Linked DNA regions of Mus musculus: regions 2 and 3 are each linked to region 1. The links are chromatin contacts, called in public promoter capture Hi-C maps. All regions are on one chromosome and are shown on one strand. Each heading gives the region's core, a stretch centred on a gene start, on an enhancer-like site or on the middle of the called end of the contact. The rest is flanking DNA. Distances are from core to core; before and after follow the strand shown. Region 1 holds the start of Trp53bp2 (transformation related protein 53 binding protein 2). Region 2 overlaps Enah (ENAH actin regulator). Region 3 holds the start of Ccdc185 (coiled-coil domain containing 185).

What was found. Promoter capture Hi-C pulls out the DNA fragments that hold promoters and counts their contacts.
Region 2: a contact with region 1 is called in a promoter capture Hi-C map of embryonic stem cells, with 5 times the contacts expected there. The contact joins the enhancer-like site here to the promoter of Trp53bp2 in region 1. A contact is called at or near these places in 16 of 39 promoter capture datasets (the 3T3-L1 cell line, the C10 cell line, cranial neural crest and 10 more), 2 of 115 datasets of contacts at active chromatin or transcription factors (astrocytes and bone marrow-derived macrophages) and 2 of 9 other capture datasets (embryonic stem cells and macrophages).
Region 3: a promoter capture Hi-C map of embryonic stem cells shows a contact between it and region 1, with 5 times the contacts expected there. The contact joins the promoter of Ccdc185 here to the promoter of Trp53bp2 in region 1. A contact is called at or near these places in 5 of 39 promoter capture datasets (embryonic stem cells, hippocampal neurons, liver and 1 more) and 1 of 9 other capture datasets (macrophages).

Annotation. Positions count from the first base shown.
Region 1 is chr1:182,406,812-182,411,432 of GRCm38.p6, forward strand. It overlaps Trp53bp2 (transformation related protein 53 binding protein 2), which reads left to right and starts at 2,356. Exons shown (of 18, transcript NM_173378.2): 1 at 2,356-2,639. The coding sequence starts at 2,613.
Region 2 is chr1:181,898,507-181,903,127 of GRCm38.p6, forward strand. Enah (ENAH actin regulator) reads right to left here. Exons shown (of 15, transcript NM_010135.3): 15 at 1-4,621. Among named protein-coding and RNA genes, the nearest start is that of Gm33669, 22 kb to the left of the region's middle. Within about 2 kb of position 2,520, at least 5 of the 459 cell types and tissues checked have an H3K27ac peak or open chromatin away from gene starts, as enhancers often do. A contact at or near this core is called in embryonic stem cells, where this site is marked.
Region 3 is chr1:182,747,325-182,751,945 of GRCm38.p6, forward strand. It overlaps Ccdc185 (coiled-coil domain containing 185), which reads right to left and starts at 1,856. Exons shown (of 1, transcript NM_001033547.2): 1 at 1-1,856. The coding sequence starts at 1,798.

The DNA of each region.
Region 1 (4,621 bases), core at 1,106-3,605:
TGGCTGGAATGAGTTTCAGGAGAAACTGCCAGCAACCATCCCCTTTCTCTCCCTTCCCGTGGGCAGGGCATTTGTGCAAACAGCAGTAAAAACAAACAACTGGAGTTTATTAGTCACATTCTTCGCTCCTTGCTTCTATTTCCACCGAAATCATTTTTATTTAACTTCTAATGATTTATTTATGCTTATTTCATGTGAATTCGTGTTTTGCCTGCATATATGTCTGTGTGCACTTACACAGACAAAATTATTATTGTTGTTGTTATTATTTAACCAACCCAGTGTTGCAGTGCTCATATTAAACATAATGTACTGTTGTATGCAGTCAGTTTTCTGGTAGTAATGGGGTAAGTGTCCCATTCCTTGATCCACTGAGAACTGGAGCATTAATGAACAATAGGAATTCTTTTACTGAGCTGGGCAGTGATGGTGCACACCTTTAATCCTAGCTCTTAGAAGGCAGAAGCAGGTGGATCTCTGTAAGTTTGAGGACAGCCTGGTCTATGAGTTCCAGGACAGCTAAGGCTACACTGAGTGACATTACCTAGAAAAACTAAACCAATCAACCAACCAACCAAAAACCAAACAACAACACAAAAAGAGTTTTTTTTTTTTTTTTTTTTTCTTGTTCTTTTCTTTTTTTCTTCTGGGTGACTGTATGTAGACTGGTTTTATTGTCCATTCAGCTTTGTTTTGTTCATTGATGGATCCACAGTACTTAGAAGACCTACAGTATTTTGATACATTTTACTGAGTAAGTCAAGGTGTGGACTTCCTTTACTTAACCCAGGGTAATTCTAGTTGTATCAGTTTTAATTTCATGTTTAGATAGAGTAGCTGGGATGATAGAGTAGCTGGGATGATGTTAACTGGGAGTTGGATGATTCTTTTTTTTGGGTAAGGGATATGTTAAAATAAAAAAATAATTATTCTTTTATTTGTTGTTTATTTATTTGGAGACAGAGCATGTAGCCCAGGCTGGCCTCAGACTCTTGATACGTCCTGCCTCAGCCTTCTAGTGCTGGGACGACAAACAATAAGTGCTCATTCTTTCTGTTGTGCTTTGTATTAAAACCAGGAGTTTATTCATGTTAAACACTCTATCACTAAACTATGTCTGACTCCAGGGACCCCCCCCCCCCCGTTTACATTTTGAGACCTATTCTGCTAAAGCTGCCCTGGGAACCCTTAAATTTGGGATTTTCCTGCCTCAGCATTCTGAGTACCTGGGGATATAGATCTGTGCCACACACAGGTCAATTTATATTTAATTTTTATAAAAGTGTCATTTGAGGTAAGGTCTTACTCTTTCAGCTCAGGCTGGCCTGGAACTCACTGCAATTCTCCTGGCTCAGCCTCCCAAGCGCTGAGATTACTAGTGCACGCTACCACATTCAGCTGGCTCCATTCTTGAAGCTGTATACATTCTGGTGCTTCATTTCATTTCGTTTTGGGGACTCTTCTGTCCTCTGATTCCAAATGAGCTTGCACGGGTTACTTGACGTGAAATGAGCTTCGTGGAGTTAGTGTTCCTGAAGCCTATGTCTCTCTGGATAATGGACTCGACTATCTGCCTCCCTATCAAAGCGAACTACTGCCAATTTCCCAGCGTGAGCTTCGACGGCTCCAAAAAATGGTCCTTGTGTTAAAAGTGTTTACAGGTCGTGATGAGCTGAAGAGCGCCCCAGAAAGCTGTTTTTACCCATTTTCAAATCCTTTGAGCGTGCTGTTCAAAACACAGGGAACCCCCCCACTTCTCAACACTGAAGGGCTTTTCCCTTCTTACATTATAGAAGTAACAGGCCATTCAGAGGGGGGTCTTGGACATCGCCTGAGGGATGAGGACAAATCCGAGAGCGCCTTCTGTCAGGAACGTGCTCCGGCCCGGCGGACTCGCAGGTCTCCATCTTGTGGGGCGCTCGGATCCCTCAGGGCGCCCTGAGTCAGGTGTGTGAGGCGGCGCCGCCCAGGCCCCTCGGCGTCCGGCGCCTTGTGGCTGGTTCATGGTTCCTAAGGCAAAGGGCTCAACTCTCTTGAGCAACTCGGAACCGCCAAGGAGGTGAGGGACACAGCCCTGGGCTCCATCCCCGCGTTTTACGATTATTGTTCTCCTGCGGCGCCGCCCTCCCGTGCCTTGGCTCCGCCTGGAGGCGCGTTCAGGAGCAGCTCCGCCGCCTGCATCTTCCTCCCTCGGAGCAAAGGTTCCCGCCCCCTCTGGCACCGCCCCCAGCATCTGCGCATGCGCCTTCGCCGCCCGGTTGGCGCTCCGCTCCCCCTTACCTCAAGCCTTGGGGCGCGCCGCGGGCGGGGCTTCGTGGGGGGCGGGGCCAGCGCGCCTCGGTGGGGGCCCGGCCGGGATTAGTTGGTTTCGGCGAGAAGGAGGAGGAGGAGGTGGGAGTCGCGAGCGCCGAGACAAAGCCGCGTCCCGGAGACGGGCGAGGGGATTGGGCCCCGGACTCGGTGGCGTCCCGGTCCGCTGAGGGGACTCCAGCGCCGCTGCCTCGCAACAGGTCGGCCGCCGGGCGCGCGGCCTCGTTCTCGCTTGGCTTCCCCGGGCCCGCGACCCTCGGGTCACTTCTGCTCGGCCAGGCCGCCGCCAGACCCCCGCTTCCATGCGGTTCGGGTCCAAAATGATGCCGGTAAGCGGGTGGGCGTGCTGGGGCCCGGAAGTGTACAGGGCGGGGGGGCCGGGTCAGCGGAGCCGGTGGAGCTTCGGGCTTCGAGGCTCTGAGGCTCCGTCCCTCTGGGTCCCCGCGACGGTCGCGATGCTGCCCCGCAGGCAGTGCGGCAGCCCGGGCCGCTGCTCCAAACTTTGCTTCTCGGATGAGACCTTTGGGGAAGCTTGTTTTGAAGGTCAAGAGCCGGGGAACCTTGTTCTTAGCCTATTTCTTTGAATTGTTTTGAGGCTTTTTACTGAAGTGAAGCATAGCGCTTGAAAAGGCTTGCCTTTCTTTTTCTTTCTGCCAGTTTTTTTTTTTTTTAACTTGAATTTCGATCTGATGTTGGTGATAGCAGCCATGTCACCCTATCTATCTCTTTGTGGAAACAGGTTTTAGTAAATGCAGCCTTGAAAGTTTTAGTTCAGAGGAAAACTTCAGTGCCCCGCTCCCCCAGCTTTTTTTCTGCAAGACCTCTAAGAAAGATGAGTGAATTCTTTTGGCATCTGACTTGGCCAGCGTCACAGGTGACTTGCAGGTTGAATGGAGGTGTTTCTGAAAAGCCCCCTTAGCAAGCACAAGATCTGACTGGTTATGGTGGCTCCTGCAGCCGTGTATTTATTTCCTCGTGGGTGTTGTATTTGTTCTCCTCTCAAGCAGGATTAATCGCAGTCAACCTAAGTCCTTTTTTAAAAAATAATTTTTATATATTCTTTGAAAGGTCACGTATTTTAGCCATATCCATCCCTAAACCCCTCATCAACTCACGTTCTTATCGCATCACTTGTTTAAGAAAACAAAACGATAAAAACTTAAAACAACTTAATTTTTTTGCTTTTATAAAATCCAAGAAAGAGTGTTAAAATTTGTGTTTCAATGTTCTATTTTGTTTTGGTTTTTTTGTAATTACACGTGCAGAATATACTATACTGTCTCTTTGCCCCTTTGCGTTGTGGAGGGTGTTCCTAAATTTTTCTAGGTTGGACACATATATAATATTTTGGTTATTAGGTTATTAGGTGGCTTGGGATGGTTACAATTGCTAAGAGTCAAGAAATTTGGAATTACTAGCATTTTGTAACTAATGGTTTAGTCTCATTTATTAAGTTAGGGCTGTGATGTGAATATCTTAAAACGCATACCTTGGTTATGATAGACTGTTTTGTTAACTTTTTTATTCCTGTGTTTTTATCTCACTGTTGTGAAAAAACCTTTGCAGCTTGCCATCAGCTTCCCCTGAACAGAGAAAGGAAAAGAATAGGTGGTTTTAATTGCAGGATGATTTCTTCCTGAAAGATCAGTTTAAATCAAGGTATCCTTTGTTTTTTTTTTTTTTTTTTTTTTTGTTTTATGTAGGGGTGTTTTTCTCCAAACCACATAGCAGATGATCAGAATTCTTGTAAAAAGTTATTGAATCTTGGGACTAAAGTCACTTCAGCAAGTCTGGTGGCTTTGACTGCTTTCCTGGTGTCAGAGTAGACTTACTAGGAAAGGTGTAGTGTGCATGCTATTCTAGCTTTGAAATTTGATGCGCTTTGGAATTTTGCACAGCATTAGTGATCCCAGATGTTTAAGAAAAATCTGTCTCTCATCTTCATCATCTGTATCTTGGGGGTGATACAATGCCAATTCTCAGGGTGCTTTGGAAGATTGGAGTCACTGTTTATGAAGGAAGGGGTTAATACGATGCCTGGCTTGGAATAGTTGCTAGAAAACACCCTGAATTAGCAACAGTGATTAAACATGAGATTCTTAGTCTGTGATAGATAAAAATATGATACATTTTCATTTAGCATCCTTGTGTTCTTTTTACAAGAGATTTATTTTATGTATGCCTGTTTACCATGTGTGTGCCTGGTGCCCACAGAGATCAGAAGAGGTCATCAGATCCCCTGAAAAATAAGTTATGAATGGTCTTGAGTGGCTAGGTACGTGTTGGGAATTGAACCTGGGACCTCTGTAAG
Region 2 (4,621 bases), core at 1,270-3,769, 510 kb before region 1:
GTGCAGCAGTCAGCTAGCTTAGAAACAGCTCGAGGCATGAGTACATGGGGAGGCTTCCTACCACGGAAGAAGAGAAGAACCTCAGAGAACACTGGCCTTTCTGATGGCACATGCTTGTCCTGAAGCCACCAAGCTGCCCCAGTGCTTCAGCAAAGCACACAGCTGACGTAGCTGGGACTAACAATGGCCACTGCCTGGTCTCAGAATGGCCATTTGCTCTTACTTCACTCATAAATAGGATATAAAGATTTCACCAAACACGATCTAGTAATTCTAAACATTCAAAAGCTACTCTTTAAGGTCAGAGAGAAGGGGGCTGGAGAAATGGCTCAGCCATTAACAGCACTTTGTGTGTATTTTCAGAAGCTCCAGCATCCAAAGGGTAGCTCACTACTGTCTAGAACTCCAGTTCCAGGGGATCTGATGCCCTTCTTTGACCTCCAAAGGCAGCAGGCACATGTGTGGTGCACAGATATATACATGGAGGTAAAACACCCATATGCATACAGAAGAATTCTGTTTTCTTGGGTGAAATAACAGACTGATCACAGCTTGAGGACATGTGAATGAAGAAACTCAAACTACATCCCAGAAGTAGAAGGGACCTTACACACATGTAATCTGGCAGAGTCCCAAGTCAACGGCTGGGTGCCTCAGGGCTCACATCCACAGTTAAACAGGAGCACAGAGACAAGATACACATCTGAGATGTCTCACAGGAACCACAGATGCCCAAGTTCACTGTCAGCAAATGAAGCAAGGTGTCCAGAGTAAGTAGACAAACTCCTGAAACTGCTCCCTGCCCTTGTGGTCAACAGAAATTGTATCTAGACTTTAACCTGTCCCTACCACCACCACCTAAATATTGAGACCTTCCTAATTACCTTTCTGAGATACAGTTTTCCCAGGCAAAGCGCAAAGCTGGTACCACACACTACGCAACAAGGTTGGTCCCCAAAGGGCTAAGCCAACTTAGTTCTACTCCTGATACACAAGAGAGGCCTGGTGGCTTTGGCATCATGTAGGGCTTGTGGTTTAAAGACAACCGCCCCACCCCCAAACAGACAGACCTCAGAACTGAGGATCAAAATACTCAGAGAAATTCCAGAAGTTAGAATATCAAATGCCAAAACTCACCTAGGTGAAACTTGGCCATGGAATGACAATCTTCTATGTCTCTACTAAAAGAAGTTTAAAATCTTAAAAACAACAAAACAAAAACAAACCAAAACTTTATAGGAAGGCTGGGTAGACAGAATTGACTAGAGAATATTGAATTTCAAACATTTTTTTTTCCTTAGGTATCAAACTTGAAAAAGGTTCCTGTGTTACTTACTTCATGATTAAAGCTGCATTTTGATTTTTTCAATACTAGGGACCTCATACACACTGTGTATTCCCACCACAACAGGGATGAATCCCAGAGCCAGACTCGATGCACACTTCTTTCCCTGGGGTTTTATTTCCTTTGCGACACCCAGCGCCGGCTAACACCCTATCTATCGGCAACATCACTCACTGCCTGTATTAGACATGTAATTTTCTTTTGAAGGAGTCTGTTTCTACTGCTAAGGACATCTTTCTGGACTCAGAAGGGGGCAGCTGAGACATATTTACGGGCTAAATGGAGACTGTCACTTACAAATAGCTCTTCAATGAAGTGCATGGACATTTCTAACTTTTATTAGAATGTGAAATTCTTTTAACTCTGTTTAATTTTTGTTTAGAAAAGGCTGGATTTAGTGATGAGTTCACCATGCTCTTGAGTTTCCTAACTCAAGAGAGTCAAGTACTCCTCCCTCTCCGCTCTTATCTGGGCCTCCTTTATCCAGGAATCCTGGGGTTCCACACCAAAAACTTCTAAAAGCTCTTTATTGGAATACCCAGTAAGCTTCAAACTAGGTAGGGTGTGGTGACTGATCTCTGGTTCAAGCACTTAACCAAAGCTTCAGTTTTCAGTTATTCTCTATGTTAATGAGCAAGCACTGGAAACCTACAGGTGCTCAGGGAGTTCTACAACAGAGCATCTATAACCGAAGGGAAACGCCCTTTCCCAAACCCTCTCCTCCTCACACAATCCCTATCTTTACAATTTCAACAAATAGAACCAATGATTGTAGAAAATTCTTTTTAACATCAAGTCACAGTAACCAAGTCACTTTCTACCCTTCAGTGACGGTTGCTTTACAAATTAACATAGTTCATACTTCAACAATTTTCAAATTTATCCTAAAGCCCCATCTTCCTTATGTGAGGTATTCATTAATATTGTACCGATAGAAGGCCCCTGTCTGTAAATGGTAATTTTACTGTACCATTTTACTTTCTTTTCTAATCAACTAATCAATCTTAATGTTTAAATTTTGAATCTTTCATTGTTCCAGCATTAAGATATAAAGAAAAAAAAAAGGGGGGGGGCAGGGCTAGAAAGCTAGCTGAATTGGAAGAGTGTCTGCCTCCCTTGCAAGCACAAGGTCATCAGTTAAGATTCCAGAATCCATGTAAAACAGAGCAGCTGGGCGTGGTGGTACAAGCTAGGCAACCCAGCAGCAAGCAGCAGACAGGATCTCCTGAGGCTCACTGCCAGCAGGTCTAGCTGAATTTGTGACCCTGTCTCAAAGCAGGTGGGTGCCAAGGTTGAACACTGGTTTCTACATGCTCATTCTCACATTCACCCACAAAGAGGCTTTAGAAAGAAGCTTGGTACTTCAAAAAGCCACCAAGGTAAACATAAGGGAACAAGATTTAGTGCAGAGCCTATTTTGATGTTGGGAATAGAAAGACTATATCATATCCCCGCCCTCAACCCCAAGAATATTTGGCATAAATAAATGGCTTCTCTTGAGAGATTGACGATTTTAGTTTCTCAAACAGGCGTATGCTTAACTGAAAGCGATTCCTGTACGTACATGTTCTCCAGGATCTTCACATGAAGTACTGACCAGAATAACTGTTTAGTCAGATTCTTTAAAATACAACAAGTTTTGATTAAAAAAAAAAAAAAAAAGGAACTGAACTTATAAAACAGTAAATGCCTCTCACCAAAGAGTCACAGAGCTCTGGGGAGATGATCAGATACCAATTGTATTAAAAACAAAAATGCCGTCACCAGAACAGGTTGAGTCTGGAAGTGAAAACTATTCTGCCTTTGGAAGTGGGCTTTCTAGTGTGATAAAGGGACAGACACCCCCCTACACTCTGCTTTTTATGTTCATCTTGAGTTCCTTTATGCTCCGCGTTTTTATGCTTACGACCCATAGGATTTTACTGATTTGTTTTAGACACGGTTTCTCTATGCATCCCAGCCTGACATCAGATCCACAATCCTCCTGTTTCTGTCTCCAGGATGCTGGATTACAGATACGCCCATAGGATTAAAGACCGTGGTAAAGGGCTTAAGTAATTCTCATGGCGACAAGAAATCAAACAGTTCCTGCAGCCCTGCCTGGCAAGCCCTGAATCGTACAAACATGAATTCTTCACAGCCTCACTGCAAAGATGGGCAAAAGTTAAGAGACAGTAATTTTAGCTAAGCAAATGGAAAAGCTTAGGACTTGCTACTTAATTCATTTTCGAATTTAAGTGACTTTAATTTGTAGATAAAGCAGGAGTGTAAGTTGGAACCAAAAGAAAAATCAGCTGGCTGTCTTCACAACAGTGAGCAACACAAGGTGGTTGCAAATGCAAATTAATGCCAGGAACAGGAAGCACAAAGAGGACGGAGGAGCTTGGGAGAGATGCCGAGGTCTGATAAAGGGGGAAAGACACACACACACACACACACACACACACACACACACACACACACACACACACACACACACACAGAGACACACAGACACAGACACACACACACACACACACACACAGACACACAGACACACACACACACACACACACACAGACAGAGTTGTACTTCTAATGAGGAAATTACAAGTTTGGAAAATGGAACTTTGTAATAGATAAAGGTGCTGAGACATATATATAAGTATATATAAAAAGCCAACATAAAGAGATCACTGTAGAGGGTACAGACTGCTACATTTAAAGTTAATTACTTGGCAATATCCTTTAATATGCAAATTACATAAAGAAAAAAAATGAACCGTGTAAATGAAGTGAAATATATATATGACTGTGTTATAGGACAAAAGAATGGAGTAAAACACTTTTCACCACATTGACTACAAGCTGTGCTGGGAGCATGTAAGACAGAAGAGGCACACAGCGCTTACTGCAAAACAAAAGGTAGAAAGATCATTACATATTCCCTTCGTGTTTTCCACTACGCCAGACGTGGATGAAATCTTTAAAGAACAGTGACATGATGTTTAAACTGTAAACAGTGAAACCCTGGGCTTCCTAAGGTGCTGATTTCACACCCAGTATCACTTGGTTTGGAATTAACACATCATTGCAGAAGACCATCTAAGTGTCACAAACAAGAAACATGCACATACTGCAATTTTATTTCAATCGCACAAATGAAGTTAGTGTGTAGGAGAGTTAACTGGAACAGCTATGGTGGTAACAGCAGAGAACTGAAAACCTAGACAGGAAACACGCCTGCGGCATGAGGACCGGACATTCATCAGCGGTTCATCTTCAGTTCTGATTGACA
Region 3 (4,621 bases), core at 606-3,105, 340 kb after region 1:
TTATCTTGGAGGACGCGGGACCCTTCTGATACTCCTGGAAGATGGGATCTTTCCCTGAGGTCATCTGCGCTAACCTTTGTTCCTTCTTCTTGATGGCTTCCTTGATGCCCTTGATGTGACACTTCTCCTCCTTCTCCGCTGTCAGCTTCAAGATATGATGGTTCCTCTCGCGCAGGATGTTCAGCTCCTGCAGGTGCTGCGCCCTGTCCCTGGTGGTCTTGTGCGCATGACTCCTGGCCTGCCTGCTCTTCTGTTCAGCCAGCTCTGCCAGCACCCGCTTGCTCACTTGGAGCAGCTCCTCTGCCTCCTCGGCATGCCATCTCCTTCTCTGGAACTGCTCTGCCTCAGTCTGGGCCTTTGCCTGCTGCTCTCTGTGCCTCTGCTCCTTCACCAGACCCTTTTGGATGTCCTGGTAGCTCTGGGAGCTCTGGGAACTCTGCTCCAGCGACAGCTTCCTGAGGAGTTCCTCCGCCTTGGCCTGGCAGTCCATGAGAACCTTGCGGGCCTGGAAGTTGACAACCGTGCTCAGGTTGCTCTCCTGGAGCTTCTTCGGGCTCTCCATCATCACATGCTCCCTCTTGTGACCCGCTATCTCCAGCCTCTTCTGCAGCTGCAGCCTGTTCAGGTCCCGAACACTCTGCAGCACCCTCTCCTGCTCCCGCAGACTCTGCACTTGGCACTGTTTGAGATGCTCGGCCTGCGCTTGCACCTTGTCCATCTTGGCCAGGCCTCGGATCTCCGGGTTGTCAGCTTGAACCATCCACTCACTCTCGTTCTCTGACCGAACAGCGCTCCTTGCCTGGCGGTCGCGCCGCGGTCCCTGCTGCTTGTAACCCTGGTGAGGCTGCTCATGGCCATGGCCCCTCTGAGGCTTGTGCTGTTCCCTCTGTCCTTGCCATTGCTCCTGGCTCTGCAGCAGCAGCAGCTTGCGCTCTCTCTCGAGGGTCAAGTGAACTTTCTGGTCTGAGCGCTTCAGCTCTTCCCAGGCGACTGCAGCCTGTTGCTGCAGCTCTCGCATCCTCTGGGCCTTCTTGAGCCTGCTCAGCACCAGGGCCAAGATCTTCTGGTCCCTCAAAGATATAACCGTCTCGTCCAGCTTGCTCTTGAGGACCTGAGCGTGCTGGCTACTCTTCTCTTTGCAGGAGGCAGAGGGACAGTCATACTTGTTTAAGGACTCAGTCAGGTCGCGGTTACTCCTATTCTGGGTGGATTGCTTACATAACTCTAGGGAGTGAACAGAGGACTTGTCGGTGAGAACCGAGGAAGGAGACCAGAGACCTACACGTCTGCCCACCGGCACTGCCCACCGGTCTCCAGGGTGTGTGTTTTCTACAAGCAACGTTCCAGCATTCGGGGGACTGAAAGCTTCCCGGATGTACTGCAGGGATGAATCTCCCCGGGCTGCAGGGTAGCGCGGGCTGGGTTGATCCCGTGGCGGCTGCTGCTGCTGCCAGGTTCTGCTGGACTTGGTTGGTGCCTCCCCGCAGGCTCCTTCCAGGCAGAGGCTGCCGGACCTGTGCTTCCTGGCTCGGTCCGAGGGTCTTCGGGCCACGTATGTCAGGCTGTGGCTTTCTCGTGGCAAGGTCATATACCCACGCCGGCGGGACCGCCCAGTGGGCGAACACTTTGGGTGCACCCAGGGCACCTCGGTCTCGATCTCGGCGCCAGGAGTCTGGGCCCAGGGACTCAGAGACAACTCAGACCAGCCCAGCTGGGCTGCGAACTCCTGCTCTCCAGCTAGCAAGGGTTCCCCGAGCTCCCCATAGGACCGTGGGGAGAAGAGATGGAAACCGGCCATGCTCCCTTCCCGGCTGGCCCAGAGTCTACAGAAGGTCGACGGACCTTCAGGGGGCCACTGCAGACACCCAGCCCACGCTCAGATCCTGTGATCCATGTGGCCTGTGACGCTCCTGCCACTTCACAATGCATCCTGGTGCCATCTGGTCTTTAAAGGCCTCAGTGCACCTGGCCTTTGATGAGCTGGCTGGAAGTCTAGGAAACAAGGGTGGTGTATAGAATCGTGACAGCATCAGTGTTTCCATTAGTGGATTGTGGAAGCTCCAGGCCAAGGGCTCCAACTTAAAGAGTTTAGTGGGAGAGAGGGGCAAAGTGTAGTGTTGAGGAAGGGGGATTTTGCTTGTCCTTTGGAGTCACGTCTCTATTTTTATGTTTGTTCTATGTGTGTCTGTGAGGATGGACATGTAGAAGCCATGACTGGTGTGTGGGCAGCTCAGGACAGCTTGTAGGCGTTGGTTCTTTCTTTACACCATCTGAGTCCCAGGGATCGAATGTAGGCTTTGAGACAAGTGCCCTTACCTGGCTAAGCAGCTCACCAACCTCACTAAGCCTTCTGTGCATGTAAGGTGTGGAAAGGAAACGGTCCCTGAAGCACACTGGTCTGAGCCTTAGCAAGCCCAAGGGATGCTTTCACAGTTACCTTTGTGAACTTTAGAACAGCAACAAGCAATTCTGGTTTTCCTCTAATGTGTAAATTACAGCTTTTTTTTTTTTTTTTAGAAATCAAAATATGAATTTTGTCTGCACTGTTTTCAAATAGCCCCTCGAAGATTTCATTTATTGGCCATTTGTCTCCCCCCCCCCAACTTTTGTGAGATCCCCCCCCCCACCTTGCCAAAGGGCAAGTGACTGGATCTTCTGCTTTCAGCCCTGTGATGTTGAGCGCATTCCTCCCATGAGCCCAAGTTCTGGAAAGCTGGGCTACTTTGAAGGCGAGGTGAAATGAAGTGTGTGGAACACCTGCCACCAGAATGCAGTCAATAAATGGTGTCCTACTAAGTTCCAGTTAAAGCTTTTAACACTTAACTGTATTTAAAAGTTCTTCTGCAGACTTCTAGCTGAAAAGATGTACTAGATTCATGTAATTTTAACCCAGTTTGGGTAAAATGTCAGAAAAGTGACTCTCAGGTTCTGTCGGGTCAAGCTAAGACTGGGTTTACCCTCCTCTAGGGTTGCTATGGTCTGAATATATGCCTCCAAACTGCACGTTTTGGCATTAAACCACCATGATGGTGGACCTCAGGGTCAGGCCATGATGGTGGAACTAAGGGTCTGGGACCATCCACAGATGATTGATCCGTGAGGGCAGAGCCCCTGTAAAAGACGTTGGTAAACTTGTTCCACAACATCATTCCAGTTTGTAAGAACAGCTTCAATATGCTGTGAGGCAGAAGGCGGGAGCAGGCAGACCAGGACAGCGCTAAGTATGATTTGGTTGGGACTCGCTGGCAAATGTGTGGTCCGAGGGAGCAATGTGAACAGCAGATTTCCCTTGATTTGGGTTAGAAGTAGGAGACTTGATAGTGGTCAGGACTAAAGTGACTTCAATCAAGTCAGAGTGTACCTGGTCTATCTCACAGCAATATCAAGGATGCCTGGTACCCATGGTACAACTTGTAAAAGTCTTCCTATTGGCTTATTCATGAAGATACGCTCCACCTGTGGATCTGAGGCCACCTCCTCACTAACTATAAATGCAGCCCTATATAAAATGGCTAACTTAAAACTTTATTGTGTGTTTGTTTGTGTGTGTGTGTGTGTGTGTGTACTCCATTAACCAGTTATCAAGTATCCGCTTTGTAGATGACAATGTTGTGCCACAAGGTCAAAAGCTTTTACATGCTTGAAAGCCTTAAAGACCATGTGAGGCAGCCAGTCGAGGCTACCCAGGAGCAATCACAGCGGCCGTAACTCAGAATGCCCGTGGTCACTTCACACTACATAGCCCTTATAAAAGGTGGGCCTCAGCGGGTGAAGGTACTCGCTGTCAGGTCTTATATGATGGGTTTGATCTCTGGGACCCACATGGTAGAAAGAACCAGCCAACTCCCACAACATCTGCTCTGGCCTCTACATGCAGACTGTGGCACACTCAAGTATGTGTGTGCACACACAAATATGTGCAATAACAAATATAAAGCTGAGTACTAAAATCATGGCAGGCCACTGTGTCTATGCGTGTGTTTGTGCACTTGAGTGTGCCCCAGTGTGCAGGTGAAGGTCAGAGCACACACAACCACTGTGAAGCAAAGGCCGGCCAGCAGAGTTGCTTTTTCCTTGGGCTTGTTTTTATGTGGGTCATCGGGAGGAAGGCTTGGCCACACCCTCTCTGAGGGAAGGTCTCTTCTTCACAGTTAATCCTTCCTGACTAGCAAATGCAACACCGAACCAGAAACAATGTCTGAGACGCACTGGTGAAACACAATGAGAAAGCTTTCTGAGGGGCCGGAAGAGAGGGCTCTGGGCCTTAGAGCACACCACACCTGCATCTCCACATCCCGGTATGACTCCTCGGTATGACTCCTCGGAAGGCCCCAGCTTGCAAGTCAAGTCAGGGCTCCCAGGAACACATGAGAGAGGTGTTTTGTGAGCACTAAGCTGCCAAGCAGCCCCTGGATGTTGAGAACAATCAGGCTCCTTTCTATTGGCAGTGAAATCCTCAGCGGACTACATTGTGTGCCTCAGAATGTGGCCTTCTGCCAAATGGAGACCTGGGCCCTCTTTCAGAGTTTGTTGGAGGATTGAAAACTACTGTTAAATGTGCTCTGACCCCACAATTCAACTGAACCCATGGGTTCCATGTGCTTATGGTTCCTGAGGAAAC